3 separate regions of the Hordeum vulgare genome follow, and regions 2 and 3 are each linked to region 1. A link is a contact called in public Hi-C data. All regions are on one chromosome and are shown on one strand. Each heading gives the region's core, a stretch centred on a gene start, on an enhancer-like site or on the middle of the called end of the contact. The rest is flanking DNA. Distances are from core to core; before and after follow the strand shown. Region 1 holds the start of LOC123403689 (ornithine carbamoyltransferase, chloroplastic). Region 2 holds the start of LOC123401617 (DNA-binding protein SMUBP-2-like). Region 3 holds the start of LOC123401792 (9-cis-epoxycarotenoid dioxygenase NCED1, chloroplastic-like).

Evidence for each region. Hi-C and Micro-C count contacts between places; a contact is called where the count stands out from the background.
Region 2: a Hi-C map of leaf shows a contact between it and region 1, with 9 times the contacts expected there. The contact joins the promoter of LOC123401617 here to the promoter of LOC123403689 in region 1. A contact is called at or near these places in 2 of 6 Hi-C or Micro-C datasets (both in leaf) and 1 of 1 datasets of contacts at active chromatin or transcription factors (embryo).
Region 3: a Hi-C map of seedling shows a contact between it and region 1, with 5 times the contacts expected there. The contact joins the promoter of LOC123401792 here to the promoter of LOC123403689 in region 1. A contact is called at or near these places in 2 of 6 Hi-C or Micro-C datasets (leaf and seedling).

Annotation. Positions count from the first base shown.
Region 1 is chr6H:463,350,209-463,354,714 of MorexV3_pseudomolecules_assembly, forward strand. LOC123403689 (ornithine carbamoyltransferase, chloroplastic) reads left to right here and starts at 2,562. Exons shown (of 5, transcript XM_045097601.1): 1 at 2,562-2,952; 2 at 3,782-4,116. The coding sequence starts at 2,760.
Region 2 is chr6H:463,059,592-463,064,413 of MorexV3_pseudomolecules_assembly, forward strand. LOC123401617 (DNA-binding protein SMUBP-2-like) reads right to left here and starts at 2,949. Exons shown (of 7, transcript XM_045095453.1): 1 at 2,776-2,949; 2 at 1,165-2,667; 3 at 772-1,055; 4 at 1-382. The coding sequence starts at 2,197.
Region 3 is chr6H:463,011,230-463,016,148 of MorexV3_pseudomolecules_assembly, forward strand. LOC123401792 (9-cis-epoxycarotenoid dioxygenase NCED1, chloroplastic-like) reads right to left here and starts at 2,984. Exons shown (of 1, transcript XM_045095641.1): 1 at 1-2,984. The coding sequence starts at 2,082. The coding sequence ends at 151.

The sequences.
Region 1 (4,506 bases), core at 1,312-3,811:
CTACTGTAGCGAGTCTTCCTATGTTGCGTGCCTATAGCTTGCACTATTTTTTTTGTTTCTTCAGGCATGCCACTACAGATTGATTTTATGATTAAAGCATGTATCAGTGATGTAGTCCTATTGCGAAAATGCTTATTGTTTCATTTATGTAATGTAGGAACATGTATATCCTTTCAAGTTCACTGATGTGGTTACCACTACAACACACGTCCCTCCAAGGACCAAGGGTGGGCATGATCTTCTACAAGGTTGTTGTGTGTGACTATTAGGACATGATCAACTTTGCGGTGTCCCCATCACTACAAGTCAAGCTAATAGAGCTAAATGCAGCATGGCATTCATAATGTTCAGTTATACTTAAGAAACATGCACACGTGTCTTTAGATCCTATGGAGCATTCCTAATAATGACCATCTATTTAACTATCTTGGATCATTACCATTACAAAATGCAGCATGGCATTCATGATGTTCAGTTATTCATAAATGTGGCAGTTAATTCTTCTCCTGCATGATATTTAAGCATGTTGCATGTACCAATCTGTTGATGATTCAATCATTGATTCTGATGTACAAATAGGCAAAACCATTGCCTCTTTGGATGATGGACATGAGTGTGTTTTTGTTAGTTTTCGGTGATGTACGTCGTGAAGCGGGACGGGTGGACGGAGATGGTGCACTTCGACAAGATCACGGCGCGGCTCAAGAAGCTCAGAAGGTCTGCGCCGGGGTATACATGGGCGTCACCACCAGCCAGCTCGACGAGCTCGCCGCCGAGACCGCCGCCACGCTCAGGGCCTCCCAGCCCGACTATGCCTCCGTACATTCCCTCTTTCGATTTGTTTCTCCCCTTCCGGTCTGTTCCGTTCCCCCCTCACGGCGCCCGTGTTCGTGTCTCCTGGCCTGACGTATGTGCGTGTGTGGTTCTTCTGCAGCTCGCGGCGAGGATTGTTGTGTCCAACCTGCCGCCAAGTGGAAATAGTGTGTGTGGTGCTCGTAAATAGAGAGCATTCTGGTAGAAAGGTACAGGAAAGAATAGGGAAACTTCTGTCATTTTCTTTGGTCTCTGAAAAATAAATGGTGATGTGGGCTGATAGCCTCATACATTACTAAATTACATGATACAAACTCACTTCTCTTTTTTGATTTTTTGTTTACTTCGTTGTGCTACAATGGCTCTCCTAGGAATGTTCTTGCATGCTTTGATGTGCACAATCCAGAAAGTGCATGCATCCACAAACCAAATAGGATTTTGTGTGTGTTATCTTCTTATAAATTTTGTGCTCGTCCAATAAGAATAAGGTTTGGTGGTATTATTTTTGTCTGTCATCCGGTGAATTTCAGATTTCAAGCTAGTTGTAGTTATTTCAGGTTGTATGTGCAAATCCTTGGTGTGACATGATTGGTAACTGACCATAAATACATTGCAGTCTGATGTCTAATTCTTGATTTATGTGGTACCATGGTCTAAAAATTGGTCCTAAAGATACATGGTGTTTTTGTACAAAATAGATACAGTTATTTTGGGACGGAGGGAGTATTAGATTATTTTATTTATTTTTAATTTGGTTCTAAAGATATAGTTTCAGAGTGATCATTTTGCAACAGCCAAGCTTGCCGTTGTTACAAATAATTGTTCTGTTGTCCTTAATTCACTTTCTCGGTTTTTTTACTGCCACAAGCATTATTGTTCCATTTTTTTAGTTACTGATCATGCCATTTTTCTATCTGCCTTTGTAGCTGAAAGATTAGTGAGACTGACTAAATTCTGAACATGTTCCATGTGAGAGAAATAGCATGTTGATTTCATCTTGAAATAATCATAGCTGGGGGTGAGGTTCGTAACTGAGGGTCATGTGGAGAGCTGGAGGAAGAAGTTGCGAGGCTTGGAACTCTTCTTGTGATGGACTCAGGGACAACAGTGAGGACAATGCCTCTTTAGTTGTAATTGTGATACTACTAATGTGCAAGTAAACACTCCTATGATACTCCTTATGCTAAAATGTTGGTTGTTAGTACAAAGGTGGTGACATTATTTGGTTCTCTGGTATTGATTTCATGATTTGTGGTTAATACATGGTATAATACAATCCACATTGCATTATATTTCCAGTTACTCAATACTAACATTCTTTTTAATTGGCTTCTTGCGCCATTGGCGCAACCGGGTCATCTAGTTACCTCTAATGTCGAGTGGGCTCCATGCAGGACAGTGTCCTATGAACGAGGCGACGGATGCTCGCGTGCGATCCTATCCTAAGTCAAGCGTTTTCACTAAAATATACGAGATCACATATAAAATGGACTAATTTTTCAGAACAAAATAATAAATACAAACCAATATGTGGTTGATATTTAAAAGGACAATGCTATTCCAAGCCCATCAATTTCAAGTCATAGACTTGACAGAGAGGTTCTCACATCCTTCTACGAAGGCTATGCTCACAAAGGCGAGCTGTGAGTGCGTAGGGATAATTGTACTGCATATGTATGAACGCGTGTCCGTATCGTGTTAAAAATACGTAATAATTCTTCTAAAAAATGCGAAAGGGCAAGTGTAACGAATTCTCTACATACGCCCCTCGCCGGATCCAGCTGGCCCGTCCATCCCGACCTTTCTCGAAGCCACGAGCCGCCGCACTCAGGCCGCCGCCCTAGCCGCCGCGCCGTCCACCTCCGCCGGATTCCAGTGGCAACCAGCCTCCGGTATCCCCTTTTTCCACCCTCCGTCGCCGACAGTCACTGAAGCATCTCCTTGCGATGGCTGCAGCGGCGATTTCCGGCGGCCACCTCGTCCTCTCCACCCCTACCTCCACCCGGCGCCCACAGTTGCTCCCCATCCATCCGCCTTCAGCGCGACCAATCGCCGCATCCTCCGCCTCCGCGGCCCGCCGCGGGGTCGCGGCCGCCGCAGTGTCCAGCCCTGCCGCGGTCCCCTCCACGGGGAAAGATGGTTAGGGTTTCTAAGCCTGCATTGAATTACTTTTGTTGATTATGGGACACATTAACTAGGGTCCTGGTGGGGTTATTGTATTTGTTCGAAATTGATTTTGACAAACAGGAAATGATCAGTTGTGACATGGTACCTGCCGTGAAACTTGAGTAGCTTCCAGGGCTCCCAATGTGGGCAGTTTCCAATCCTCTGCCAATGTCGATTCCTCAGGGACTAGTTAGCACAACCTCTGTCCGGAATCAACTGTCGCTGAAATGAGTGTATCCACACACTGAAACGTGTCAAGATACACCCATTTCAGCAACGGAGGGAGTAGTTGCTAGCAGCGCGCAAAGTTTGAAGTCTTAAATAGCTTTTGATATAAAATGAAGAGCCCCCTTATGATTGATCATCAGCTGTGTCAAAATTCTGGTGATCATTTTTATATGACACTGGATGAGAAATTATTTGTAATGAGAATCCACGCAGAGAGATCACACTATTCATATGGTGATCAAACAAGAAATGTACAGATTTTTCTGGTTGGACACTGCAAAACACAGACTGTGCTTTCCTTGTCCCCGTCATCACTGTTATGTTGTGCTCACCTACTTCGTTCCTCACCAGTGATCACCATTGAGCAATAGTTTTTCTTATGGTAAAGATGTTAGCTCTGAAATTCACTGGTTTGCTCATTAGCTTTTATCTTTTTTTTTTCCTTCCTGAAAGCATGTGAGTGACGGAAACTTAGTGTACATTTCAAAAGTTTTGTGCATCAGAGTAAACTTTTATTACTGAAGATGTAACAAAATTTTGCTAACTTTATTGACAACACTACATTTTCTTGCAGGCAAACAGGTTCCTAAGGATTTCCTCCATATCAATGATTTTGACAAAGATACAATCATGAAGATTCTTAACCGAGCAATTGAGGTTAAGGCAATGATAAAATCAGGAGACAGGAGCTTCCAACCGTTCAAAGGAAAGTCGATGGCAATGGTCTTTGCCAAGCCGTCAATGAGGACCCGTGTTTCATTTGAAACAGGATTCTTCTTGCTTGGTGGGCATGCCGTCTATTTAGGTCCTGATGATATCCAGATGGGCAAGCGTGAGGAGACCCGTGATGTTGCTCGTGTACTTTCTGGATATAATGACATCATTATGGCCAGGGTTTTTGCTCATCAGGTATGATCATTAGTTCTATGATTATGATTTGTAAAATTTCTATTGAGGTATGCCAGATTCTAAATAAAATTCCTGCATATTAAATCTTCCTGTTCCACAACGTGTAACGATTGCAATCTAGACATAACTATAACTTCTTATTTCTTTGGTGCTTAAGCAAAGTTAGATATCTACTCTGAAGCCATGAGCGGACAATAGAAGAAATATATATTTCGCAGGCTGAAACCTTTTAATATGAAGCATCAACCACGATAGAGTGTAGTTATAACTGAAAATGTAAGTTCTTTTCATTCTAGTTTGTGTAACCGCCAACCTGAAAATATTTGGATGGGTGGATTTGATGATCAAACAATATTGGCGTGGTAGTTTTTTCTGTTGTGCTTCTTCATT
Region 2 (4,822 bases), core at 1,699-4,198, 290 kb before region 1:
TACTTGATAACTTTTCAACCATGTTATCGACTGCCGCATTGCTTGGAGCTGTCACAAGGACATTTTCACCCTGCCGGACAGCACGTACAATGAGTTCCGTGAGCAAAACTGTCTTGCCCGTGCCAGGAGGCCCCTGGATGACTAAAACAGGCCTCTTCTTGTTCAGGCCTAATGAGAGAGCCCTTAATTGGGAGTCATCAAATGCATACCTCTCTGATAGCCTTGGATCAGGTAGACTCGATTCACCCCAATCAATCAGGCAATTCTGCTCCATCTTCATGACATCTTTGCCGTCACCGAACAGAGTAGCTACCACATCAATGGAAGCATTACTTTTCAGCAAACCATTCCTTTGAAGTAGCATCAATGCTTCAAGATTCCGCTGCCAAATAAAAATACTTGCGTGAATTAGACGAACTTATCACTCATGTTGTTAAGCCAAGAAAAATACTATCATAAAAGAAACGGGAACCCCAATTTCACTGTTCTCTCTTAAGGCTAAAAAATCATTTGTTCTGTTTTTTTTTCCAATTTCATGCCACTCCGATATACGATATGAGATACGATATATAACAGTAATAGAACATGATTACACATCATAAAATGGAAGGATTATGTTTAAATAAATATGTAAGAGGTAGACTATAGTTGTTCCTGGCAAGAAAGTTTCAGAAAGCTTGATAGTAAATATGCTGAAAGAGCCAACCATTTAAAATTTCAGACCCTTAATTCCTTGAAAAGATTCAAGGTTCATGTGCATAATTTGAATACCTCGTAAGTAAGTGCATCAGCCAATCCCTGTATCCGGTCAATGCGCACACTTTTCCCAAATAACCTGGAGAAAGTTGGGTCACCATGGCGAGATTCCAGAGCCACAGTTATGCTGCAACCATCCTCCCCGAGATTATAAAGAAAGCCTTGCATGCAAGAAGTGGCTCCCTCACCACGGCTATTACATGTTCTCACACAAACCATGTCCCCAGGTGACAGTGTAGTTGGAGGCAGCTTGTGTTCACCTTCAATTCTGAATAGAACCAAATGCAAGCCTCCCAATCCTACATGCAGGGATAACAGAAAACAGTGTCTTGCTCAATTTTCCAAAGTAACTGAAGACAAAATCTTAACATACGGAAAAAAGAAAGTAGCCAAGTTTAGCTCTCTCACCAGTTGAGCTGCTGATGACACTCAAGTTGCAAATGGTGTCACACTGCTCCTGCTGAGCCTGCCCATGGGTCACCAAGTACTCAACTGGCTTGGATGGCTTGGAATTGTTGTCAAGCATAGTTGTGGCATTCAGCTCCTCCTGTGTAAACTCCAGCTCCGCGTCTCGCTCGATGCGTAGCAGGTCTGACATATGCCTCACAAAGTCTTCAATCCTATCCTGCATCAGCCTTACCTTCTTGAGGCTTATGCCGATGCTACTGTGAACCGCTTTAGTTCGTGGTGTCGTCCTGCGCACAGCTGCCCGGTGATGAGTAGAATTGGCCATTTCCTTCAACAGCTTCCATGTCTGCGTGGAGCGCCAGTCGTAGATGAGCCCCTGGTTCTGGTAACTCAGCAGGACACCACGGAGCTCACGCTGGAAATGGTCGAAAAGGGTGGGGTAGTGTGTACAGGCCTTGAAGCAGAGTGCCTCCAGACCCTTGGGCATGGGGACGGGTGAGAGATAAGGCTGTGCCTGGATCACAAACCCAAGCTGGCCTTCTGCTGATCCCCAATTCAGGGTCAATGCCGCTGTGGTGAGGTCCGCCATCTCACCCTGAAGCTCGGCCGAAGCGAATTTGGATGCCATGGATTGCATCCCCTGCCTTAGCCACTCCACAACACACCGGCCAAGCTCCTTCCGGCCTAGTGGATCGCCGTTCTCATACAGCGTCCCTACCCTTATGGACGCCTCCTCCACCGACGGCACGCAGCCGCCTTGTTCTTGCCCTCCCTCGACCGTCCTCCTCTGCCTCCTCCTCCTAGTCCTGCCATTGCCACCGGCAGGTCGAGGCGCACCTTTGCTGGGACCCAATGGCGCAACACGTACACTCCTTTGCCTGGAAGAAGAAGAGGCATCCTGCGACCGTGCCGGCGACGGCGTGGACGCAGACGAAGGAGCAGCAGCAACGAACGTGACCCTTCTCCTGCTGGGGAGCTTCTTCGCAGCGCCAGAAGAAAACAGGAACCTAGAGGAAAAGAGATCAAGAGACATGCCGTCGCTCCACGGTCACGGCTGCCGGCGGAGGCTGCGGCGCGGGGCAGCGGGAGGGGAGCGGGAAGGGAGCGAGGTGCTGACCGGTGACTCGGCTCAGCCTCGGCGGGTGAAATCCTCCCTGGCCCTGGGTCAAGAGGAGGAGACGGCCGGTGGAGAGTGGATGACTGGTGGCGCAGGGCGCGGCTGCGTTAGCACCGCAGGCAAGTAAAGTGCCGTCCCCGGCTCTGGCTTCGCGCGGCTGGCGCCCACGTCGTCTCCGCCCAGTTTCCATGGTCCCGAAAGCCCCTGACAGCGCCCATCGGATCGGCTCCGGCTTCGCGCTTGCTGTCCAACCAACGCATGGCGCGCGATCCCGCTGTCCACGCAGGCGCCGGCGCGTCCAGACGCGATGCAGATGCAGATTCACCGGTCCGGCGGGGCTGATTCTGTTCAACCAAAATCAGGGTGGGGGGAAGCGTCCGTGGATCCTGATGGACCACAATAAAATGAGACAAAGAATGGCGGCCAGCTTTCTCCCCGCGGGCGGACTGGCTGGCTGGCTGGCTGGCTGGCAGGCATTAGAGCGAACACCTTACCGGCGTCACGGTCGGGGTGGGGACAGCAGGCGGAACATTCCGCGCTGGCGCTGCTCTGGACTTTGGACTTGGGGCAATGACACGTTTGCGAGGCTGCTGCGCCGCTCAAGGGCGCTCTTGGGAGGCGGGAGGCGGTGGCCGGCTGCTGCCGCGCCGCGCCGCGCTACGTGAGTTGGCCGTGCACGAATGGTTCGGCGCCGTGCGCGAGGCAGGAGCTTAGAGCATGGTTAATATTATAGCCACCTGCTGACTATAAACCATCTTATAGTCTATTTTATAGCTAGCCCGTATAATAGTTAGCTATAAAAGAGTACTATTTTTATCATATATGGTCCATCATTCATTCTCACGAAGCACTCTCCTCTTCTCTCTCATCTAACTCATTAAAAATATAGTATTTTAATCCTTACAGCCTGCTGACTGTACCTTATTGTACTTGCTCTTAGAGCAACCATTGGATCGATCCATTTCGTCCGCTGCCGTTGGTTTGGGTCGGCGTGGGCACAAAAGTCGGCCCGACGCGCCGACCCAAACAGACGCGCGTTTGTTTGACGTCCGCCTGACGACCCATTCCCGACCCAATTTTAAACCGGATTTGTGTCGGCGCGGACATGTGACGGACGCGCGCCTACTCTTCTTTCCGGCTCCGCCGGTCGGTGGCATCCACCACCATTTTCCTTCATTCCCCCCCCCCAAAAAAAACCTCCCGCCCGCGTGCTCCCGCCCCACGCCCGTCATGGACGACGACCTCGACGCCGCCGCCGGCCTCGCCTCCGTCGCCTCGTCCGACAAAGGCAAGCCTCGCGTTCCCTGGAAGGCCGCACCGCGCTACGTGAGTTAGCCGTGCACGAATGGTTCGGCGCCGTGCACGAGGCAGGAGCTCAGGGCAACTCCAACTCACGAGTAACAGAGCCACGACCCCAAATCGCGTCCGTTTGTAAACGGACATAATAAACAGCGGGCCAACGCACCTAAGCGAACACAAAAATGTCCGTTTTTATTCGCTTTCGATTCATTCCTGATTTAAGTTTGAACTGCGTTGCAGCCAAACGGACTTGCGTTGACCACCGCGACACGTGTCATTGTTCGCCCATAGCCCGCCTCTTGGTGACACATCCGTCTTTTTTCCATTTTCCTTCCTCAAACTCCGGCCGCACACCTCGCTCCTCTCCCTTCTCGTCTCAGCCAGCTTCCATTGCGGTCGTGTAGGTGTCGAGCACGACCGACCGCACGTCCACGTTTTCTCCATACCACGAGCTGTCTAACCCCTTGCCCCACCTTCAACGCAACCGGTAGCCGTATTTGGAGCGGATCTAACCGGATTTGTGTGCGGCAGGCCACTGGAGGCCGAGGCGTGCCATGGACTGGCCGGGGCACCGGTCCACATAGCCCCGACAACGCCCCCAGGACGGATGCAGGTACTGAATCTACCTCTAGCCGCTCGGATCCACCCCATCGGCAGTTCGAGAAATACACCAACGGTCGTCGTCCGGGTTCGATGCTGGCCCAAATGCTCGTCGACGCCCCGATGCCGCTCATAAAGCGTGACGACTGTCCACTGAAGGGTGTGTGTCGCGTGTCTACAACGCCGGAACACACCGGATGGGTGTTTGTCAAGTGAAAAAATGATGGGATACGTGCTAGTTTAGCTTCGGTTGTGATTCCGGATTCGGGTTGTTTTGCTTACAATCAAATATTTATTGTGTAGGATGGATGCAACTTTTAGTTTTGGGAAGAAGAATATATCGATGCACTGATAGCACATAATTTAATAGATGTTCGTGCACTTCTTGCTAGAGTAGACACTAGAGATGAGATTAGATATGTGGAAGCAACATCAACTTCTTTAAACTCGAAGAAGAAAGAAACATTCAAGATCAAGACTCCGCATATCAACAACAAATGCATCAAAAAAGCACTAATCAAACTTACGGGAGTAGTTATGAAAGTTGGATATGGTTTAAAATGCTTTCTTGTAGTTCTTGTTTTCTTTGGGCTTGTTATTCTAGCCAAGACTTGGTGAATGTATTCCAATATATCACAAAAA
Region 3 (4,919 bases), core at 1,734-4,233, 340 kb before region 1:
CTTTCTTGTAAACATGTAAATGCTACACATGAGATGACCTATTTCTCCTATGTGTATGCCATGGGATCCTATACATGGCCTACCCATGCACCATTCTGTTGATCTACTAGTATTATACATAGAACGTGCTGGTGTATCTGAATCTGATGATCATTGGTGCTGTGACCGGAGCTCGGCCTGCCTGACGAACAGGCCGTGGAAGCCGTAGGGGACGCGGGATGGAAGCTGCACCTCGGCGACGATGTCCAGGTCGGGCGACTGTGCGTCCATCACCACGAACCGGTTGTCGCCGGTGCCCTCGTCGTGCACGTAGCACACCACGTAGCCGTCGTCCTCGTCGCCGTTCCCCTCGACGTCGTCGGAGACGAAGAATGGCTCCCCGGCGAAGCACCCCGGCCCGAAGTCCCGGCGCGCCACGGTGCAGTCGCCGTGGCCTGCACGGTCGAAGTCGAGCTTGGCCACCCCGCCGATCTTGGGCATGGGGTCGCCCACGCCGAAGTAGCCGTACCTGTTGCGGCGGCCGAGGCAGGCCGGGTTGATCACGCCGAAGTCGAGGTTCGCGGCCGCCAGCGGCGTGCGGGTGACGTTGCCGGTGCGGAGGTTGATGCGCACCAGCTCCACTGAGGCGTGGATCAGCTCCATGCGCTCCAGCGTGTGCTCGATGGACAGGATGTTGGGCGCCACCATCACGATCTCCTGGCCGCCGGCCTCCTCCCACGCGTTCACCGAGTGCATCATGTTGAACCCCGGCACCTCGAACCACCGCATCTCCGACTCGTCCGCGGCGTACTTGGGGATCACGCCCAGGCGAGGCACCATGCCGGGGTCCGCCCCGACGGGCGAGCCGCCGCCCACCACCATGCCCATGGGGTTCATCACGATCTGTATCTCGGGGAATATCGCATAATGCTCCGTCACGGCGAAGTCGTGCAGGAAAGACGGCTGCTTCACGGAGAAGATGGGCACGTCGGCGCCCTTGTTCCCTGCCGGGTCGAACCGGAAGTAAGTGACGAACGGCGGCATGGGGCCGTAGCGGAACGCGAAGAGCTCGCCGGTGATGGGGTCCTTCTTGGGGTGCGCGGTCATGCCCATGCTGAGGCGGCCACCGAAGTCGCACCTGCCGAGCGTGGTCACCTCGCCCGTGGCCGGGTCGACGCGCACGGCGTACGGGAGGTCCGACTCGCCGAGCGCGTAGAGGCGGCCGCCGAAGACGGCGAGGCTGGTGTTGGCGAGCCCCACGCCCTCCATCGGGTTCATCTGGCCTGTGAGCACCCTGGCCGCCGTGACGGCGCCGCGCGCCATCCCGGCCAGGCCATGGAAGCCGGAGAAGACGTTGGGCAAGACCGGCTCGCCCGCGTCGCGCTCCACCAGGTACTTGTACGTCTGCACGTAGCGGGAGCAAAGGACGGGGTCGGAGCCGGGCGTCGTCGGGAGGAGCAGGGAGTGCAGCATGCCGTCGCCGTCGAAGAGGTGGTGCGGCCCGCGCGGGAGGTGCTGCGGGTTGGGACCGTTGCGGATGTAGGCGCCGCCGGCGAGGCAGCGCGGGATGACGCCGCGCACCACGGGGCAGGGCGTGGGCGGCAGCTCGTCCACGGGCGCGAAGTTGGCGGACAGCACGTGCCGCGGGTCCACCGACGGCCGCAGCACCGGCGGGTCGACGAACGTGTTGATCGCCTCCTCCAGCGCGTTGCAGAACGCCGCCTGCAGCGAGGTGGAAGGCCGGCGGCGAGGCCTGGACGACCGAGGCGCCTGCCGCGGCGCAGCGGACGCCCTGCTCGCTCTCGCGGTAGCCACCCTTGTACCGGTCGCATTGTTTACCGACCTGTCCACCAGGTGCTCTTCCGTCTCTTGTTGCTCGACCGGCTTGGGCGGCGAGGTGAGCACGGTGGCGGTGGCGGCAGCCGACGGCGGCGGAGGCGACGTGCTCTTCTTCCTTCTGTAGCTGGGGTTCGGTGCAGCAGCAGAAGACGCGGCAGGCGAGATGTAGGAGAGCCTCCTCGATCTCGGAGCATGGGCAGCATTGGCTTTGGCGGGGTAGAGGTCAGCCATGCTGAAGTTGGAGGTGACAAGTGCTCCCTCCATTTTCTGCAGTCTGGAGTCTGCAGATCAATGGTTCTTTGGATTACTAACAATTTTTGTGTTGGAACCCAGGTGAGTAGCAGCAAATGCCGACACCGGTTCGCACACTACTGCCTTTTGCTGCTTGTATGGCATGGGTATATATAGCCTTGGTAAAAGGCAAACTTACCCGGTGGAGATGTTTATTTGGTGAAAATTCAAAGATCACGTGGACCGTTGGATCGCAAGCGACGGCACAATCTGAGAGGATGAAAAGTTGCCCTAGGGTGTTTGGTTTGTGCACAAGTTTACCTGTATTTTGGTTTCTTTTTTCAGGGATTGTTTGCCCATAAGTTGGTCAACATTGACTAGCAAAATGAACTAGAGCTGCCAATGGAGAATTGGCATGCAAAAATTTAGCAATCATCAAACAAGGGTCCGCGGCGGGAACTCTGGTGTTCATGGTTCTTTTTGTCTGAATATATCTACTTATCTAGAGATTCATCAAATTGTGCCAAAACTTCGGATATTGAGGGAGTCTATCAGTCTAACCACAACAAGTATCATGCTTTTTGTGGCCCTAAATATAAATATTTGGAGGGTTAGTGGGATGACTGAAATGGTGAACCCTGCTACACTGCCAACTTTTATGTTCTCACCAAATGGACAACTACATACAGTATGGTCTAGAATCCTACAAACTGGTGGCTGGATCATGTATGGAGAAGAAGTGCCAAGGTTTTCAAGTGGCTAGCTTGGAAAGGGCGCATTCACACAATTTCGTTTGCAGCGCTAGGCAAGTGTCCAGTACAGGCAGCTATAAAAGGACATGCTTTGGATAGATTAGACATGATCAACATTAATTTTCACTACTTATCATTTGGCTGTGGCCTGTGGGTTGTACAAAACTTGGTCCCTGCACAGTGATGCGTGTGAAATCTTACCAAATTACACTTTGCATGCATGGCGTATCTGTGGCTATCTAGTTACTACTTCCTCCGATTTTAAATATAATTTTTTAAAAGGTTTCATTAAGAGACTACATACGGATGTATATATATATTTTTTTTAAATGTAGATTTATTCATTTTAATCCGTATGTAGTCTTCTAGTGAAATCTCTAAAAAGATTTACTCCCTCCGTAACTAAATATCTAGTTATCCTCAATCACAATTATTTAGGTATGAAAGTAGTATTTCATCCATTCCTAAATACTCCCTTTATATCTAAATAATTGTAGTTTGAGAAAACTGATAGTTCTTTCCAACTATAATTATTTAGATACACAAGAAGTCTTTTTAAAATTTTATTATAAGACTATATACAAATGCATATAGACATACTTTAAAATGTAGATTCATTTATTTTACTTAGTGGTAGTCCTCTAATAATTTTTTTAAAAACTTATATTTAAAAAGAGAGGGCGTATATTTTAGTGCCTATTGGTTGGTTGGATCCATGGAGAGCATCCAGCCATACACCTGTGTGAAACTGAGCAGCGCAGTTATCCATAACATGATTGGGCGAGACAGGATAAACCGTTACAATCTTTTCTTCCAGATTATTATCAATCTACTGTTTGATGCGGACTGACGGGACCCACGGTCCATATCAGCCATTAATCCTCGGCACCTGCTACCACTCGCTCGTCCATCCACTTGCTCCCCGGTCGGCGGTCGCCATCCTTCTTCCCGTTTCCACCTTCCACGGAATATCATGCACAACTTCTCAGGCCGCATCTCAGCAATATCTGAGCGATGATCCATGGAGGTAGTACCGTAGTAGTGTTGGTACAACTTGCAAGCAAGTTCTATACCAGCTTAGCGCTAAGAGCGGACGTTTGGAGCTCGGCCTTTATGGAGACCGAAATTTTTTAATAATTCAAAATTTAAATTTTTCAGTTTAAAAAAACCTGAAAAAAAATATGCAAGTAAAGAAGGATGTTATGTGCACGTGTGTAAAAATTTAGGATGAAATACCTTAAGATATGGTCTGCACAAAAAAGACAAATGCATGGCCTGAAACGATAAATAGTGTCATGTATAAAAAACCTTAGATTTGTCTTTTTTACACAGCCCTCATTTCAATATTTTTTTTTTGAAAATTTACACACATGTGTTACGCCTTCACTTATCCCTATATTTTTTTTCAAAATTTCTAAAATGTAAAAATATGATTTTTTATGAAATTTGAATTTCAAATTTAAAGGCCTTCATGGAGCTCGGCCACCAAACGCAATTTCCGTTTAGCACTTCACTTTTCTCTCAAGAGAGCAGACGAAACGGGAGCAATCTATACAATACATACCAGCTTGTTCATAGACGAACGCGTGCACGCATAGGCAGTTCAGCACCAACATGCGGCATGAGTCTCCGAGGATTCAGAGTCCCACTATATATGTCCTTGTTTTTTTTTGTTTCGAATGAAGGAATAATTAGCAGCAATCTCGTCCGATGCAACCAATCAGTATCATCACAGAGAGAGACCAAATCTGAAGCCACAAGCAACCGCTCTCGTCTGACGCAACAAATCAGTATCATGTCTTGAACGATCAGAGTGTGCGTGCTCCTCCAGTCCAGAAATAATGCGGTCGGCCGGCACTGATCGATCGAGGCCCATTTTAAGCGCTTTAAATCAGACTGGTTGAAGCCGGAGGAGGGCCACAAAAAGAAAAGAAAGGAGGCTTCGAGGTCGATAGGCAACTGTGGCGAGTCTGATCGCATCTCAAGGGAGTGGTGGCGAGGATGGCATGGCCGTGGCCCGGGGGGCAACGTCGGCGTCGTCGTCTCCCTCACGGACCAGCGGGAGATCAAATGGACGGGTCGCTCCCGGGTTGCCATTGCTTCCACACAACCCCTCAC